Linked DNA regions of Sus scrofa: region 1 is linked to region 2. Evidence: chromatin contacts called from public HiChIP or PLAC-seq data. All regions are on one chromosome and are shown on one strand. Each heading gives the region's core, a stretch centred on a gene start, on an enhancer-like site or on the middle of the called end of the contact. The rest is flanking DNA. Distances are from core to core; before and after follow the strand shown.

The links. HiChIP or PLAC-seq counts read pairs in DNA pulled down with a chosen protein or histone mark.
Region 1: a contact with region 2 is called in an H3K27ac HiChIP or PLAC-seq map of alveolar macrophages. The contact joins two enhancer-like sites. A contact is called at or near these places in 5 of 47 Hi-C or Micro-C datasets (alveolar macrophages, embryonic fibroblasts, fibroblasts and 1 more) and 1 of 2 datasets of contacts at active chromatin or transcription factors (alveolar macrophages).

The regions. Positions count from the first base shown.
Region 1 is chr2:94,895,511-94,902,383 of Sscrofa11.1, reverse strand. All of the region lies in intron 1 of RASA1 (ras GTPase-activating protein 1), which reads right to left. Among named protein-coding and RNA genes, the nearest start is that of RASA1, 19 kb to the right of the region's middle. Within about 2 kb of position 5,288, at least 2 of the 83 cell types and tissues checked have an H3K27ac peak or open chromatin away from gene starts, as enhancers often do. A contact at or near this core is called in alveolar macrophages, where this site is marked.
Region 2 is chr2:94,723,901-94,730,628 of Sscrofa11.1, reverse strand. No RefSeq gene overlaps it. Among named protein-coding and RNA genes, the nearest start is that of RASA1, 150 kb to the left of the region's middle. Within about 2 kb of position 4,453, at least 6 of the 83 cell types and tissues checked have an H3K27ac peak or open chromatin away from gene starts, as enhancers often do. A contact at or near this core is called in alveolar macrophages, where this site is marked.

The DNA.
Region 1 (6,873 bases), core at 4,039-6,538, 170 kb before region 2:
AATGCTGGAACAACTGAACATTCAAATGCAAAAAAAAAAAAAAAAAAAATCTAGAAACAAATGCTTTCCAAAATTAACTCAAAATGGTTCACAAACCTAAATAAGCACAAAACTACATAACTCCTAGAAGATAACAGGTGAAAATCTAAATGACCTTGAATATTGTGATAACTTTCAAAATACAACAGGCATTAAAAGAAATAAAAGTAAGCTAAACTTCATTAAAATTCAACATTCTGCTCTGTGAAACATTATGTCAAGAGAATTAGAAGGTGAGCCACAGACTAGGAGAAAATACTCACAAGAGACATTTACCAAGGGACTGACATCTATTGGAATGGCCAAAATCTAGATCAACAAATGCTGGTCTGACTGGGGAGTAACAGAAATTTTCATTCATTGATGGTGAAACTGTACATACTCTTTACCATACAACCAAGTAATTATGCTTCTTGGTATTTTCCCAAATAAACTGAAAACTTAGGTCCATACAAAAATCTGCGCACAGATGTTTATAGTAGACTTATAACTGCCAAAAGATGGAAGCAACACAGATATCCTTCAGAAGGGATAAATTAAATGAGGTACATCTAGACAATGAATGTAAAAATACTCAGCAGTAAAAAGAGATGAACTATCAAGCAATGAAAAGACATACAGGGAGTTCCCGTCGTGGCGCAGTGGTTAACGAATCTCTCTAGGAACCATGAGGTTGTGGGTTCGGTCCCTGCCCTTGCTCAGTGGGTTAATCATCCAGCGTTGCCGTGAGCTGTGGTGTGGGTTGCAGACGTGGCTCGGATCCCGTGTTGCTGCGGCTCTGGCATAGGCCGGAGGCTACAGCTCCGATTTGACCCCTAGCCTGGGAACCTCCATGTGCTGCGGGAACGGCCCTAGAAATGGCAAAAAGACAAAAAAAAAAAAAAAAAAAGAAAGAAAGAAAAGACATACAGGAACCTTAAGTACCTATTACTAAGTATAAGAAGCCAAACTGAAAAGGCTGTATACTGTAGGAATCCAACTATATGGCATTCTGCAAAAGGTGAAACTATGAGGATGGTAAAAAGATTGCCAGAGGTTGGGGGGTAGGGGGAGGAGAGGAATGAATAGACAGAACAGGCAATGAAACTATTCATTATGTTACTACAGTGGTGGGCACATTTTATTTACATTTATCAAAACCCATAAAATGTATAACACCAAGAGTGTATCCTAATATAAATCATGAACTTTGAGTTAATAATAATCATGTGTCAATGTAGGTTATTCAATTGTAACAAATGTACTACTGTGCTGTGGGATGAAGATGGGAGAGGTTGTACATGTGTGTGGGGTTAGGGACTATGTGAGAATTCTATACTTTTTCCTCAAAGTTTCCTCTAAATTGCTATAAAAAATTAAGTTTATTACCTTAAAAATTTTGATTAAAAAAAAAATACTCCTCTAAGCCAGTCAACAAGGATTTACCATTATATTCAAATAGCATTCCTATTAATTATCCATCACCTTTATCATTAAATTCAACACATTTCATGATATGCATCCTCCCAGTTCTTAATTTGAAAAGATCACTGTAAAAACAGTGAAACCAAAGAGTAAGGGGCTAGGCAGAACTCATTTGCTATCTGTCAAGAGACTTCATAAAGTAGCAATGACCAAGGTGACTTCTCCAGGGTCTCCTGATGCTCAAATTCAAATCGGTCAAGTTTCAAAAATAGACTGGAATCAAGATTGTTGATCTATTCTAACAAAGTTCCCAAGTGACTAATACAGAAACTACAATAATTTTTCTATTAAAAAAGTCCACAATCTTGAACTTAGTCGATGACACATTTATCCTTAATAAGGCTCCATTTTATGAGTCCATTTCAACTATGTCACTTGCTACAATCCCCATTCTTTATGTCAATACTTCCAACTGGTGTATGTCAGATCTTTCTAAACAGAAAGCATATTTAATTCATCACGTTAATTTAGTTGAGATTGTGTGGTTTAATTCTCTAAGAAAACATTTCTTTTGAAGTTTGTTTGATGAGATCACTGTAGTCACTGCTTAAGAAGAAAACTTTTTGTCATTGTGCACCTTCATTAAGATCATAGCTATATTCAGAAGAATGAATGACGTCTGTCACACAAGGTAGAGAGAAGGGCACCCCAGACAGAATAAATAGTAGAGTCAGAAAACAACACGGCAAGTTTAAGGAATACACAGTATAATGTTGATGAAAAATAAAACACTGGATACTAGTGCAAACGGCAATGTGTGTTACACTAAAGGTTTAATTCTTTTGTCTCAACCTGCAGGTCTCAAGCTATTGGGTTAAGAAATTAATTTAGTAGGTCACAACCAGTATTTTTTTTTTCGATTAAGTGAAACGGGACAGAAGAGTAAACAGAGTGCATCACAGGTAGTAAGGACAAGTACTATTTCATTAAACATTTGTTTCTGTTATATATATTAGTTTATATTTGTGTACTGGGTCACAGACATAAAATCTATTTCTTTTGGTAAGTCATCATCAAAATTGGGATTGAAAGCCACTACTCTCTTTCAATGACTCATGGATAGTTGTCAAGAGAGTGTACAAAATCATGCTGGCAGTAATATAAGGCAGTTTTTCAAATGCTGAGAATCTCCATTTCAATTTACTTTCTACCAGTATTTCTGGGGGTTTTTGTTTTGTTTTTTAAAGTAGAATACAACAGAGTTAGAAAGACAACACAAAGTATCATAAGTAGTAATTTAAAAGGATGTTTTTCATGCAATTTTGGTTATTTTTTCTGTATTTACACATGCACAAGTCCTGTCACATTGTGTATTAAATTCCTTAATTTTTACTTGCATGAAACAAGAAAAATTTGCAAACCACTGATAAATTGGCAGAGAAAGAGATCAGGGGCACATTTTCAGGGAAAAAATTAATAGACTACCCCAATAGAAGGGAAGAGAAAATGACAGTTTGAAGTCACTGGAAATGTTTCTTAAAGTGAGATTCTAAAACAATTTAAGAAGTAGAAAAGAACCATCAAAGTAAATGATTACATTTACTGTTTGTAGATTTTTTGATGATGGCCATTCTGGTTGATCTAAGGTGGTACCTCACCGAAGTTCTGACTTGAATTTCTCTAATAATTAACAATGCTGAACATCTTTTCAGGCATTTTTTTGTTTTTTGGGATTTCTTTTTTTTTTTTTTTTGTATGTCTTCTTTGGAGAAATCTCTATTTAAGGTCTTTTGCCCATTTTTTTGACTGGGTTGTTCGTTTTTTTTTTTTTTTTTTGATATTGAGCTGCATGAGTTGTCTGTATATTTTGGAGGTTAATTCCTTATCAGCTGCATCAGTTGCAAATATTTTCTCCCATTCTGTGGGTAAATGCTGGGGAGGGTGTGTAGAAAAGGGAAACTTTTACACTGTTAGTATGAATGTAAACTGGTACAACTACTATGAAAAACAGTATGGAGTCTCCTCAAAAAAAAAAAAAAAAAAACTAAAAACAGAACTACCATAAGATCCAGCAATCCCACTCTGGGCATGGATTTGGAGAAAACTATAATTTGAAAAGGTATGTGCACCCCAGTGTTCACTGAAGCAGTATTTACATTGACCAAGACATGTAAGCAACATAAATGTCCACTGAAAGAGGAATGGATAAAGATGTAGTACATATATAGAATGGAATATTACTCAGCCATAAAAAAGAATGAAATAATGTCATTTATAGCAACATGGATGGACCTAGAGATTATCACACTAAGTGAGGTTACGTGGACAGTGAAAGACACACATTATATGATATCACTTATATGTGGAATCTTTAAAAAAAAGGATACAAATGAATATATTTGCAGAACACAAACAGAATTACAGACTTTGAAAAAAAAAACTAATGGTTACCAAAGAGGACAAGAGGGTTAAGGGATGGACTGGGGGTTTAGGACTGACATATGCACACTGTGGTATACAGAATGACTGGCCAACCAGGACCTGCTGTACAGGGAACTCTACTCAAAATTCTGTGATGGTCTATGTGGGAGAAGAATCTGAAAAAGAATGGATGTATGTATATGTATGACTGAATCACTTTGCTGTACAGAAAAAATTATCACAACACTGTAAATCAACTATACTTCAATAAAACTTTAAAAAATGAAAAAAAAGGACTTCCTGTCATGGTGCCGCACAAACGACTCCAACTAGGAACCATGAGGTTGCAGGTTCAATCCCTGGCCTCACTCAGGGGGTTAAGGATCCAGTGTTGCTGTGAGCTGTGGTGTAGGTTGCAGATGCAGCTCGGATCCCACACTGCAGCAGCTGTGGCATAGGCCAGCAGCTGTAGCTCCAACTAGACCTCCAGCCTGCAAATCTCCATATGCCGCAGGTGCAGCCCTAAAAACGACCCAAAAAAAAGAAAGAAAAAAAAAATGATCACATTTAAGTGGGGAAAGGAGAAAAAGAAAGGCATATTGCTGACATCTTTTTTAAAAAGTGTTAAAAAGTTAAGAAAAAGATTGCATTCTATGGATTCCACATATCTATAGGACAATGCTCAAGCTCATGCAAAGCATACCAAGATGCACCTGCTAGCTAGTGTATTTCAAGTTCTCCTCTACTGCATGTTCTCACAGGCCCTGTGCACTAGGCAAACAAAACCATTTCATAAAAACTAATTTTAATTTATTAAAAAGTACTATTTCTCCACAGCACACTAAGACTTTGTATGATTTTTGACACTACAATATTTTATCAAGTTAAATAAGTCCCAAAAAAAGTGTCAAAATAAAATTGCTAGCTACTTTAAATACTACTCACTTTTATAATTATCTTTTTAAAAAAGGCTTCATGAGGAAAATACTCTGTGGATAATATTCACGAATTCTAATGTGAACTAGAGGATACAGTCCCCTGCCAGTGTGCTCCTTTTTCCCGAATGCCATGAAAGACTAAAAGCAAACATCAACTACATCATTTACTCATTTTTAGCTGCCAGAATGACAAATGTAGAGAATTCTAATAGGATTCCAAAGAAATACTGAAAATTTATTTTCTCTTACCATCACCTTATCATTGCTATGTCCCTTAAGTACACACACACAGAAATGCACTCTAGACATATGGATTAGTTTTCTTAGGTAAAAACTGAAATGCAGCAAGTTATTCCTAAACCACCATATAATCACTATTTAACCCAGTGATTAGGAATTTCCCCAAAAATCCATGCTTAGGCAGCTACCCTAAAACTCAATGTTATGGGTAAACAACCAAGCTTACTACATATTACGTGATGAGTGACCCTCTAGTGACACAATGTTTGGAAGAATTTCTACACAATTTGTGGCTCAAGAAATGAGTAAGGAAGCTAATAATCATTTACTTTCAAAAAATTTAAAAAAGTTCTTTTGAAAGAAGATTAAAAACTTATAAAAAGAAAAAAGAAAGCCTATTACCACTTTCCATTCAAATATAAGAAGGCATTTATTTATTTAAATATCCATAAGCAAATGCATAGAGGCATCAAAACTGCTTTCTCTACTATTTAAGGTAATCTTGCAAAATGCACGTATATATCTGTAGCTAAACACATTTAAATATCTATAGATATATGTATTCAACCACTTAAACACTATCCAAAATATCTTCAAAGGGCTATTAATCTATTATCTCTCCTAAGATAAGTTTGTTCTCCTATCGAAGGAATTTTTCACAAGTGGTTAAAGGCAAAAAAAAAAAAAAAAGAGTAAGACTGAGTGTTTCACAATGGTTAAAAGTATAGACCTGGGCATCAAAAGTTTGGGTTTGAATCTTCTGGTAGTTTTGTGACCTGGGAAAATTACCTAAAACTCTGCTTACCTCAATTTCCTCACATGTGAAAGTGTTAGCTACAATTATATTTGGGGGGAATGGGAATATATACAGGCATATCTCATTTTATTGTGCTTTACTAAAGAATTAAAGAATTTACTAAACTATTACTGTGCTTCACAGATAACTGTGTTTTTTACAAATTAAAGGACTCTGGTAACCCTATAGTGAGCAAGTCTATCAGCACTTTTTCAACAGCATTTGCTCATTTTGTGTCTCTGTATCACATTTTGCTAATTCTCACAGTATTTCAAACTTTTACATTATTATTATATTTGTTATGGTGCTTGGTGATCTGATGTTATCCCCCCACACACTACGACTCACTGAAGGTTCAGATAATGGTTAATACTGTTTTTAGCAGAAAGTATTTTTAAATAAAGGTTTATATACTTGTTTAGAACACTACTGCACACTTAACAGACACTATAATAGAGAATAAACAGTTTAATCTTAATATGCACAAGGATACCAAAAAGTTTGTGTCACTTGCTTTATTGCAATGTTCACTTCACTACAGTAGTCTGGAATGAAACGTGCACTATCATATCTCAAGGTATAACTGACATATTTTTTTTGGCTAAGTGTTATGAAGTATACATAAAAAATTTAAAGGAGACTTCGGCAATAAAAAGTGATTTTTTTTCTTCTTTGTATGTTCCAATGGTTTCCAAATTTTCTGTAGTAAATATATCCATCATACCTAGGGAACATACCCATCATACTAAGAACCAAGAAAATCATTACTTGAATGAGGAAAAAAGACAATCATCAACATATGCCAACACTGGCACAAATTAGATATTTGAATCATCTGAAAAAGATTTTAAAGCAGCCATCATAAAAAAAATCTCCAACAGAGTTCCCTTGTAGTACGGCAGCTTAAGGATCCAGTGTTATCACGGCAGCAGCCCAAGAAGTGTGGGTTTGATTTCTGGCCCAGTCTCTGGCCCAGGAATTTCCACATACTGCTGGTGCAGCCGAAAAAAAAAAAAAAAAAAAAATCTTGATCAG
Region 2 (6,728 bases), core at 3,204-5,703:
GGGATCTGAAACAGGACCTTGCCTATTGGTGGCCTTGATAAGTGTTACATGCATTGAAAAGGACCTGCCCACATAGCAAAAATCTAACTTAGTAAATGAATCTTGGTTCCGAATAAATGTTTTAAATTCTCTTTTGTCTCGAACTGGACACTCTGGACTGAGTGTTTGGTGGTTCAAGAGGCACTAGAATGGGGGCAAAGGAAAAGGAGAGATTGCTGCCAGCCTGGTCTTTTCCACCAGATGAAGGTCAGGAGATGTACACACCCATTCTGCTCATATCAGTTTTCAATCTCTCAGGAAAGCATTGGGAGGACATCCCATGGGTAATCTTTGTCTTTGCCAAAGAGTATGGGATTCTGTTATCAAATTAGGGGAGGTTAATTTAAAATTCAAAACATGGGAACTCCCATCGTGGCTCGGCAGAAACGAATATGACTAGCATCCATGAGAACACAGATTCAATCTCTGCCCTGGCTCAGTGGGTCGAGGATATGAAGTTACTGTGAGCTGTGGTGTAGGTCACAGATGTGGTTCAGGTCCCAAGTTGCTGTGGCTGTGGTGTAGGCTGGCAGCTACAGCTTCCATTTGACCTCTAGCCTGGGAACCTCCATATGCCATGTGTGTGGCCCTAAAATAAAATAAAATAATAAAATTCAAAACATGGAGACTATTGTAACTGGAACATATATAATATCTGTATTTTTTCTTCTAGTGGGAATGTCTTTATGTGAGTTTTTTAGTAGTACTGCAATGGTGATAAATACATAAATTTACTACTTAGCTACTTAGCTGTCTTCACTGAAACTGACTTCACACCTCACCTCTACATGTCCAGCTTTCTTTGGTAAGAGAGTAAGACTGATTTCAAATCAGAGTTGGTGAGTCCTGATGCATTACTTCTGGAGGAGACTGAATAGGGAGATGTGAAGCAGTTTGACTACAATGCTAAATTGTCATGGATTTCCAGAGGGGGATTCAACTGATCTGGCTGGAGAGGTGGGGGTTCCTGTCTTCCTCCTTTGTCTTTGCTTCAACTTCAATTTGACTTTTGGAATAAAACACCCAGTCTCCTCTTCAGGGACTGATGAAAACCCCAAATAAGGAATCAAGGCAAAAGTCTGAACCTAGACATTTACAGTAGCAGGCCCTTTGTCATGGGGGACATGCAGGTTGGTGAATCCAACAGGAGAGAAACCAGGGCCTCACCTGCTGCAAAGAAATCACACTTTCATTTTTCTTCCAAGCAGTGCAGGTGCCAAGACGTGTTTAGAAGAGTGGTAAATACTATCTTTATGTAGTTCAACATAATATGATAGTGTTAGAGCTGAAGTAAGAGAGCTTTATAAAAGAAGAATCTTATTAAAATAGAGAAGGTTTCAGAGTGGCACCATTTCTACAACAGCTAGACTGGAAACAAATATTTATACATGTTAAAAAAATCTTAATGGTTTGTATGGACTGAATATAAAATTAGCACTATTTTATTATTTTTGATCAAAAACTATAACTGGGTACTCTATTGTTGGAATACACTGTGATCTTTCTTAAGACACTTTCCAATTAAGGGTACTGCTTCCTTAGGTGTGAGCTCCACAATTTAAATAGCAACCTATGTTCAAATATATATTTCATGTTCTGTCACTTTATCAGAAGAGCAATCTGACATTTTTTGACAGCCAGTGACTTGTGGCCAAATCAGTGATACTTTTAAAAAGAACTCATTATCAGTCTAGGGCACAAACTGTATATTAAAAATGGTACAGGATTTTAATTTTCAATGTCAGTGATTTTTGTCTGCATAGGTGTGATGGATGGGGGATCGACTGAAGCAGTTTCAGATATTTCGTATTTCAGGAGATTAGCAAATTTAGACAGGCAAGGATACTCTCCATTCTTCTTGGGACAAACCACAGTGTTCTTTTCTCATGAGCAGTGCCTCTTGGAGGAGATTAAGGGGGAAAAAAGTAGAACATTCTATGACTGAGAAGTCATCTTTTGAGGAAAAAGGGAGCATTAGTAGACATACAGACATCTTTTATAAATATCATCATCAGAATTCATTTGAGAATTTAAGATGAATGACATATGGGCTATGCTGTATGGTCTTGATTAATTCTAAAAAATTCTTCATGGTTCTGTGCCACTGCAGTCAATTTCACATCCTGTGAGAAGTCAGCAAATGGAAACAAAACAAAACAAAACAAAACCAGAATGGGAAAAGGTTAGAAGAACAGCATCCTGCTAGCTGACCTAAGGACATTTTTAGACAAACAATCCTAATCACTGACGGTTTGTGGCAGATTATTTACACATCTCTACTGTTGTTTATTATATGGATGCCTCAAATTATTTCAGCTATGGAAAGGTGACATGGTGATGGTGTCAGGTTGAAACCTCATTTGAGAAAATTCCACATTCCACAGTGACTAATGACTGGAAATTCAGATCAGATGAGGAAGGGGAGAGAAGTGCACACATTGAAACAGCACTGGCACCAGAATACTTGTCACTTTTCAGAAGAACATTTTGAAACTGATCATCTATGTTTAATCCCATACGGGCATGTCTAAGTTCCTGTTATGGGGTTTTCATCTGGCCCTATACTATTTCTAAACCCTAATTTCTCCATCAGAAAGTGTTATCATTCACAATGAGTTGAAAATTACATTTTTTTTTATGTTAGGACTCTGTCTTATAGAATACTCAAAAATGAAAAAAAAATGTCTTTTGAATGGATTAGCAATGAGATCCTGCTCTGTAGCACTGGGAACTATGTCTAGTCACTTATGATGGAGCATGATAATGTGAGAAAAAAAAATGTATACATGTATGTGTAACTGGGTCACCATGCTGTACAGTAGAAAATTGACAGAACACTGTAAACCAACTATAATGGAAAAAAATAAAAATCATTATATATAAAAATAAATAAATAAATAAGGTGAATTTATTCTGTCATTCTCCACCAAAATAAAATGTCTTTTTCTAATATTGGTCAAATTTGGCTGCTTGGTGATAGGGGGCAGTGATGGTTTATCTATTGGGCTTTTTTGAGTCATAGTGGTTTTTATTTAAAGCTCAACATTTTCACTTATTTAGAACCTATTAAAAGTTTAGTATGAAGAGTTATAAGTATTATTTCTCAAGTGAGCAATCTAGACAGGATTTGCAATCTTTCTGCTTATACACTTTTTTAATCTGCTTGGTTACCAAACCCAGTCCACCTGATCTCATAAATATTTTCCAGAAATTATACCCTAACCAACCATATTGCCATGGCTTGTGCTAATTTTTTCTGGTATTGCTGTTTTCTTGGGTTTCTGGGATATCTTCTTCTTTGGACTCCTTGTTTCCTGAATTATTCCCTTGTAATTCTTTTTACACATTACTGAAAAATATAATCTTATAAAATTCAGATCTAGTCATATTATAACATGGATTAGAATCCTTCAATAGCCTTAATTGCCAGCATAAAGTTCAAACTCATAAAACTGAACACAAGACACTTCCTTTTCTCTCCTACAATATACTTGCAGATACCCTATGGGCCAGTCAGGCTGAAATATTGGTTATTTTCCACACTTAAGAGGCCTAGACTGTACCTCCTGCTGATCTCTTCACTCTTATCCTATACCCCTGCCCTACCTGCCTACCTATACACAGCCACCCACCCACCCACCCACACCAGTTTACCCCCAACCCCAGCACTCTAATTCTTACTGCTCCTACTTACATGCTACTGAAATGGAAGTTCTTTTGGGAAATCTCCCTTACTCACCATAACGAATTTGGTTTACCTTCCTTGGGTCTCAATAACACAAACCTACTGGTCTTTCTGAATTCCTAGACTCTTTTTTTTTTCTTTTTCTTTTTAGGGTCGCAACTGCAGCATATGGAATTTCCCAGCATAGGGGTTGAATGGGAACTGTAGATACCAGTCTACGCCACAGCCACAGCCCCAGCAATGCCAGATCTGAGCTGTATCTGCAACCTACAACACATCTCACAGCAACACTGGATCCTTAACCCACTGAGCAGGCCAGGGATTAAACCCGAATCCTCATGGATACTAGTCTGGTTTGTTACTGTTGAGCCACAATGGTAACTCCCCTAGATTCTATTTTTAATATGAGTTTTCAGGATGGACTTTATCAATGGAGTCTTAACACCCTTGAGGCAGTGCTTGTGTCTTATTAACTTTTAGATCCCTCTCAAAATGTTGGGCAACACAATAAATAAGCTATAAATGTTTGTTGAGAGCATGAATGTTTAAGGCTTATGTGTTACTAATTCTAGAGGTATTTGTATTTTGGATGAATTCAAAGACTTACAATAAGGAAATGAATCTCAAATTGTGGAATTTCTGGCCTCAGCCAGCTGATGAATGAGGCCTGTGTATGTACATGTATTTGTGTATCAAGGGATGCAGCAGGAATGTGGGGAGCAGAGATGTAGGCAATAGGAATGTCTCAAAACACTTTGAATAACATGAGGGAGTTGGCTACTTTACAGTTAAGTATATGACTAATATAACTAATATGACTATTAGTCATAGTGACGTAAACACATTAAGACTTACTTTTATAACAAGAAGTATAGAGGTAGGTAGTAGTTGGTTCAGTGGCTCAAAAATGTCAGGGAAGAGGTCTCTATGATTCTCTAAGCCTTTTTCTTAAGACTCCCCCAAATGGCTACCAGATTTCTAATTGTCAGGATCATATTCCAAGTGGGAAGCAGGAGAAAACGTGGAAAGGCAGGAAGGAAGGTACCAAGGGACAAAGTAGGCGAAGACTTGTGACACTTCAGGAACCTGAGTGGAACCACTGCCAAATCTGAGGTGAGTATGACACTTGAATAAATAACTATACTTCATTTTACCTCTCCTTATTAAGTTTAAGGATGATGAACTTATCGACCCTTTGGGAAGGTCAGTGTGTAAAAGCATGTACAGTGTGTTCCAGATGAAAACTTACCATTTAATCTACTGATCTATTTAACTGTGCATAATTTTACTCTTTCCACTAAATCCAATTAATAAAACACTCAGCTTGACTACATTGTTTACCCAAATTTATTAAGTACTTACTCTGTTCTAGGCACCATTCTTGTCTCTGGGGATACAGAATAAAAGAGAATATAAGAGAACAGAGGTGTTCCCATTGTGACGCAGTGGAAATGAATCTGACTAGGACCCATGAGGTTGCGGGTTCCATCCCTGGCCTTGCTCAGTGGGTTAAGGATCTGGCGTTGCCATGAGCTGTGGTATAGGTCACAGACACGGCTCAGATCTGATGTTGCTGTAGCTGTGGTGTAGGCCGGCGGCTACAGTTCCAATGGACCCCTAGTCTGGGAACCTCCATATGCTGCAGGTGCAGCCCTAAAAAGAAAAAAAAAGAGAGAGAACAGGACAATGGTCTTGCCCTCTAGGAGCTCATTACTTGGTGGAAGAAATAAAGATGTTAACAGGTAAATCTTATAGTAGGTGATACATTCCATGAACAAGGCAAGCTTTAGGAGATTTGGCCATGTAGCCTCTGGACACACTCCATTCTGGGCAGGGGAAGACAAAAACCAAGAAGACCTCTATAAAAGAAAGGACAGTTCATCCACTTTTTCTAAAAAGATGAGAAGGAGTTGAGGGAGCATAAGAGGAATTCCAAGCAGATTAAAAGGTAGATATTCAAATATAGGAAGGTATGAATTTATGGTACACTACAAGATAAGTAAGCCCTGGACATATTTTCAAGGGTTACACTTGTATGAGTCACTATATTGTGAAATATTTGTCTCGCAATATAATTTTCTTTTCAGCACTGTTAACCGTTAGGAGCAGAGCACTGCAATGCTATATCAAGAAATGGATGATGTGGTGATCACCTTGACTCACAGCTGAGTGGCTATTACCTAAGCACTATCAGGAACACATGGACGTGATGAGTTTAGGGTAAAATATGTCCTTAAGACATTTGGGGAACATCTGCATGGAAAAGGAAAGTAGACAGTGTGATGTACAATCTTGGAGCTTCAATGTATGCTCTGGGAGTCCCCATTGTGGCTCAGTGGAAACGAATCCAACTAGTAACCATGAGATTGCGGGTTCCATCCCTGGCCTCACTCAATGAGTTAAGGATCTGACATTTCCATGCACTCTGGTGTGGGTAGCACACGTGGCTCAGATTCTACATTGCTATGGCTGTGGCGTAGGCCAGGAACTATAGCTCCCATTTGATCCCTAGCCTGGGAACTTCCATATGCTACGGTTGCAACCCTAAAATAAAAGCAAAACAAAACAAAAACAAAAACAATGCAAAACAACAAAACCCCCCAAAAAACCCCAAAATGTATGCTCTGGGATAAAAATATAGATAAGAATTCCTTCATTAATTCCACAAATATTTATTGATCACCTAATGCTAGATGTTGGAACTACAATGTTGAATAAGAAAAAAAACTCCCTACCTTCCACATGTTTGCATTAGAATAATGGAGACAGAGAAGTCAATGTTTTGAAGTGACTCTAGGTAGCATTTAAAACTAGGAAGTTAGGTTCCTTCCAAAGTTCAGAGAGAAAGTCCAATGAGAAGAGGTGCCTACTCATGACATTTGAAGCAAACTAGCTTGTAAAGGAGAATGGAGGCAGAAAAAGAGGGACTCAAATCAGAAATGGGAAAGGATCATCTGGAGAGGTAAAAAGAAAATCAGGAGAGTGGTATCACAGAATCAGAGAG